Regions from separate parts of the Sus scrofa genome. Here region 2 is linked to region 1. The links are chromatin contacts, called in public HiChIP or PLAC-seq maps. All regions are on one chromosome and are shown on one strand. The core of a region is the stretch at or near the end of the contact, and the rest is flanking DNA. Distances in the headings are between cores, read along the strand shown. Region 1 overlaps ACCSL (probable inactive 1-aminocyclopropane-1-carboxylate synthase-like protein 2). Region 2 holds the start of C2H11orf96.

What was found. HiChIP or PLAC-seq counts read pairs in DNA pulled down with a chosen protein or histone mark.
Region 2: a contact with region 1 is called in an H3K27ac HiChIP or PLAC-seq map of skeletal muscle, with 6 times the contacts expected there. The contact joins the promoter of C2H11orf96 here to the enhancer-like site in region 1. A contact is called at or near these places in 9 of 47 Hi-C or Micro-C datasets (alveolar macrophages, embryonic fibroblasts, liver and 5 more) and 1 of 2 datasets of contacts at active chromatin or transcription factors (skeletal muscle).

What each region holds. Positions count from the first base shown.
Region 1 is chr2:18,299,421-18,302,120 of Sscrofa11.1, reverse strand. The region is part of intron 1 of ACCSL (probable inactive 1-aminocyclopropane-1-carboxylate synthase-like protein 2); the gene reads left to right. LOC110259274 (a long non-coding RNA gene) reads right to left here. Exons shown (of 2, transcript XR_002341492.1): 2 at 1,738-2,357. Among named protein-coding and RNA genes, the nearest start is that of ACCS, 34 kb to the right of the region's middle. Within about 2 kb of position 1,275, at least 22 of the 83 cell types and tissues checked have an H3K27ac peak or open chromatin away from gene starts, as enhancers often do. A contact at or near this core is called in retroperitoneal adipose tissue, skeletal muscle and subcutaneous adipose tissue, where this site is marked.
Region 2 is chr2:18,392,462-18,395,161 of Sscrofa11.1, reverse strand. It overlaps C2H11orf96, which reads left to right and starts at 1,251. Exons shown (of 1, transcript XM_021085053.1): 1 at 1,251-2,700. The coding sequence starts at 1,251. The coding sequence ends at 2,246. All of the region lies in intron 1 of ACCSL (probable inactive 1-aminocyclopropane-1-carboxylate synthase-like protein 2), which reads left to right.

The sequences.
Region 1 (2,700 bases), core at 26-2,525:
CAATGAAGGTCTGGGGGCTGGGTCGGGGCTGGGATCGATTCTGCCCTGAGGCTGGATCCACGTACACAGTCCTGATCTTCCCCTCAGATTTACTCCTCTCATGGTTTCCTTACTTCAAAAAACTCCATCTTTGCTGTTGCTCAGGCCAAAGCCCTGCATCATCCTTGATGTCTTTCTTCCTGTCTCAGCCTATGTGTGATCAAACAGCAAATCCTATGGCTTGCCTTCCACCCAGAATCCACCTGCTTCTCACCATCCTCATACCCCCAGCCTCACTATCACCATTTCAGGCCGGGTCACTGCAGTGTCCTCCCATCTGCTCCCACCCTTGACCCTTTCCAATAGCATCTTTTCCATTTTATAATCATAGGAAGCCTTTTCGATGCTAAATCAGAGCAAGTCTTGCTCAAAACCTTGCAAAAGCTTCCTGCCACATTGGGGGACGGCCAAGGCTCTTCCAGTGGCCTACAGAGCCCACCTATTCCATCTCTGACCTCCTCCCCAAATACTCCACTCCAGCTATCCGGCCTCCTGCTGGCACATAATGCACTAAGCCTCAGGGCCTTTGCACTCACCATTCCCTCGGTCTGGAATGCTCTCTTACTGGATATCATCACGGCCCACCCTGCACTGCCTCCAGGTCTCTGCTCAGACGTCACACTATCAGAGAGGCTTTCTGTGTACCTGACAAAGCCGTTGTCTCCCACCTTGCATGCCCACCTACTTGTGACAGGGCTGACCGCCCAGTTGGTGCTCAGTCATCCTCGTTGGATGGATGACATTCTGGGTCGATGGTGTCACTGGCAGCTCTGCAGTGCAGCAGCGTCAGGAGACTTGCTGTGTGACTTGGACAAGCTGTTTGTCCTCTGTGGACTTCAGACGCCTCATCAGCACAGTGAGGCTGAAATAAGGGACTTGACAATCTTCAAAGGGTCGTCATTCGAAGCCCCTTAGAGCCCCTGCGTTGCTCGCCCTCTGGCTTGGTGAGAAGGCCCTCCAGAGGAGCCTTAGATTTTGGGCTGGATGAGGGGCCAATTAGGAAGGTGAAGGACAGAGTCTGAACTGGGGTCCCTGGGGCCGGGATGGAAGGGGTGAGGGGACGACTTCTGCAGAACACAGGCCTCTTAGAAGTGGCTCCATTGGCCTGGCTTCCTTTTTAGACACTCAAACCAGGCTCCCCTGGGCCTTGTTTGTTTTTATTTTTCTTCTTTTTATGTACTAAGGGGCTCCTCCTGGTCGTTCTCGCTGGCTGGCAATGGTCTAGCAAAGCCTAGCCCGGCCCCTTCCTTTTCTTGCTTCTAGGCAGTATTTCCTCAGGATTCTCCGGCTCCAGGAATCTGGGGAGTCCGGACCCGACCATTTCTTCCTCCTCCTCACCAGGAAGTCTCCTCTCCCCACCTCCTCCTCAGACCCCCCACCCCCACAGGCCCTCTCCTCCTGCTTCTCAAGGACACAGGCACCGGGGAGCCAAGGCCCCCTCCTTCCATCCCTCCCCTCCTCTTCTCTGAGCCCCAAAAGGGGCCGCCTGCCGCTTGGCTATTTTTATCCCAAGAGCTTTCTCAAGGAGAAGGCGGCGTGGCCCCTGAGCCAAGCACGGGGCTCTGTCCCTGTGGAAAACCTCCCCTCATGGGGAAAGAATTTAGGGGATTTTTTTTTTTTTGGGTCCTGGCTGAGATCCTTTGATTTTTGTGTGTTCCTCACTCATTTGTCAAGGTTTCAGCTGTTAATGTGTTGGGGTTTTTTTTTAAGTAGGAATGAAGGCAAAGCCAGATGGTGATTCAGGTCTGGATATCGACTCTTGTGCAACTATGATCAGCCTGAGGTTTGGGTTTTGTAAAAAAAAAAAAAAAAAAAAAAATTGTTTATCTCATTTCTGTCAATAGCAGAATGGAAACAGCATGGTGTAATGGAAAACTGGCTGGCCAAAAGGCAGGGCTGCGGGTGTGGGGGCAGAAGTAATACGTTTTGAACCCCCACTAGCTGTGTGACTCCAGGCAAGTGGCTTCATCTCTCTGAGCCTCATGCCTTCACTTGTAAAGTGGAGGTTCAGATACCAGCTTTATGAGCATTGGGGAAGATGAAGTGAGGTAACTGTGTGTAAAGGGCTTGGAGCAGAGAAAAAAATAAATGCTAGCTTGTCATCCCCCAACCCCCCCAATTCCTTCTGTGGAGGCTCCCAGGTCAGGTCAGTTCCTGAAGAGCCAGGTGTCTGTCTGGCTCCCCCAGGCATGTCTGCGGAGGTTCCTGCGCTTTTGTTTTCTTTGTCGTTGGAGTTTCCCTCTTCTGTGGCCTTAGAGCTTCTGAGCTCTGGATGGTAGTAACCTTTGCAGATGTCTTTTCTCCTGAGAGGAAAATGGCTGGAGAGAAACAAAAGGAAGCATCAGGCTGAGGCTCCGTGGGTTCGAATCTCAGCTTTGCAACGTGTTAGTTCATGTCCTCCGAGAAGCAGACACCAAACTGGGATTCAAAATGCAACGTGTGGAGTTCCCGTCGTGGCTCAGTGGTTATCGAGTCTGACTGGGAACCATGAGGCGGTGGGTTCAATCCCTGGCCTCGCTCAGTGGGTTAAGGATCCGACATTGCCATGAGCTGTGGTGTAGGCCAGGTCTGGCGTTGCTGTGGCTCTGGTGCAGGCTGGCAGCTGGAGCTCTGATTCGACCCCTAGCCTGGAAACCTCCATATGCTTCGGGTGCAGCCCCA
Region 2 (2,700 bases), core at 2-2,501, 93 kb before region 1:
CAGATCCCGCATTGCTGTGGCTGTGGTGTAGGCTGGCAGCTACAGCCCTGATTTGATCTCTAGCCTGGGAACTGCCACATGCCACAGGTGCAGCCCTAAAAAGACCAAAATAAATAAATAAATAATAAAAATACTTGTTACCTGGAGTTGCTGAGAGGATTAAACAAAATAATGAGCACATTAAACGAATTAATGCATAAACAGTACTCAAAGCATGGCATCTGTTAAGCACTTAGTAGTGCTATTATTGTCCTTCTGAGGACACCTTAAATATCACCCACTCCAAAGAGCCTTTTGTGCGCCATCCCCCAGCATCTCTCCATCTGCATCCCTATCACCACCCACAGCTCATTTCTTGTTTAGGTGTTTAGTGTCTGCTCTGCTCCCTTCCCTGGACTGTAACTTTCCCAAAGGCGGGGACCCTCCTGAACCAGTACTTAGTATGTTCTCAATAAGTCTTTGTCGGATGGCTATGGAAGGAATGGCGGCCAATTTCCATTGATTTCCTCCTTTCCCAGCCTTCCCATGAGCCTTGCTGGATGCTAGCACCCCAGGCCCACATGTCAGAGCAATGCTTATTTATGGTTTCCTCTTGGGAATGTGGGAAACCCAGGCAGAGGATCTGCTCTGAGAAGCCTTGGGGGCATTGGTGGCTCTCAGCCCTTAGCAGGACTCAGCATTGGTGGCTCTCAGCCCCTGGGGTTGAGCCCCCTTGGTGCCATCAGCCTCTAGTGGACGAATTGCTTCTCCTCTCTGTGCCTCCGTTCTCTCATATGTAAAACTGGGAGACTACCAATTACCTCGCAGGGCTGTTAGGAAGATTAAGTAGGATAATATATGTAAAGCAAAGCTCACTGCCTGGCTTGGAGTAATGCTCTCCAGATGGTTACTTATCATTATTGTTGTTGTTGTTAGTCCCATATCTAAGTGTCATTCTTTGAGCATGAATGTGGGTGCTCAAGGGACTTGGAGGGTGCAAGTAGTGAGGAGACAAACATAGAGAAGACAATTAGGGAAGCGAAGTGGAATGGAATAATCCAGTGTGTTTGTATTTGTGTGTGTGTGTGTGTGTGTGTGTGTATGTGTCTGGGAGTGCTGGCATGAGTCCAGAGAAGAAATCCAGCCCTTCCTCCAGACTCAGTTTTGGGGAGCCAGGTGGCATGGCTCTCCCTGCAGCAAGGAGACTGGGAGCTGCCTCCGCTCCGCGCGCAGCGCAGAACCCTCCGCAGCATAACCAAGCGTCTTGATTGTGTGCCTCTGGGATTAGGAGGCTGGAGAGGGGGACCTGCGTCCCCGCGGCTACCACGTTTCCTCCAGGCTTGGGGGAGGCCCAGGACAAGACCCTGCACCTGGGCCGCCCGCCCCTGCACAGCCGCGTGCTTCGGGGCCTTGGATGCTCCCGGAACCCCCGCGGGCGGGGCCCGCCTTCCGGAGCCGGGTTGGCGGGCGGCGCTGGGGAAAGGGCCGCTACTTTCCCAGCGTGGCGGGGCGACGTCAGGCGGAAGGGCGCGGGGCGCACACGCTTTAAATGGCATTCGCTGTCATCCGAGCTCGCAGCCGTGTGGGCAGGAGCCGGCTATATAAGCGGTGGGCCGGGCCGCCGCGGGGCAGACGGCGACAGCAGCGGCGGCGAGCGCCTCGGAGCGCAGCGGAGCAGCATCCCCCAGAGCCCCGTTCCCCACGACGGGCCCGCCTGCCCGCCCTCCCGAGGAGCGCCGACCCGGGCCCGCGAGGGCCGCCGCCACCCCACAGCAGATTTGGATCCCCCGCCCGGCGAGCCCCAGGCTGCTGCCTCCCGGGGGGCCCCGGCGCAGCGGCCGCCCCTGGAGAGCCCCGGCGCCCCGCCGCCCGGCCCCGAAGACACGGGCAGCGCCATGGCGGCCGCCAAGCCCAGCGAGCTGATGGGCATCTGCTCCAGCTACCAGGCGGTGATGCCGCACTTCGTGTGCCTGGCCGACGAGTTCCCGCAGCCCGTGCGGCCCGCCAAGCTGTCCAAGGGCAAGGGTCGGCTGCGGCGGCCGCGCCAGTCCCGCTTCAAGACGCAGCCGGTGACCTTCGACGAGATCCAGGAGGTGGAGGAGGAGGGAGTGTCCCCCATGGAGGAGGAGAAGGCCAAGAAGTCGTTCCTGCAGAGCCTGGAGTGCCTGCGCCGCAGCACGCAGAGCCTGTCGCTGCAGCGGGAGCAACTCACCAGCTGCAAACTGAGGAACAGCCTGGACTCTAGCGACTCCGACTCGGCCCTGTGAGGGGCGCCGCCCGCAGCCGGGACACACGCGCCTCGGAGGCCCGCCGGCGACCGGCGTTCGAACCCGAGAGAGCCCGCGCCCGCCTCCCCGGGGCCCAGGAAGACCGGGAACCAGCGCCCCTCGAGCACTTGGACCTTCGCTCGGCTGCGAACTGGTTGGGGCGCCTTGCGCCGCGCCGCGCTCACCCTCGGGCGACAGGGAGGGGGGCCGCTTTCTTTGCCCTTGTAAATGTTTATTTTTAAACTCCTTCCAGTACGAACTCTGCTGTGAGTGTGTGCGGGGACGCGCCCGCGCCGAGTCGCCCCGGGTCACCAGGGCTTCTCGGAGAGCAGCTCCACGCCCTTGTCCGATGGTTGCAACTCCGACTTTGCACACCGCTCCACCGTGCCCCCCAGCGCACTCCCGTTCACACTCACGCCGACACACTCTCGCTGAACACTTTTGTAATTGTTAG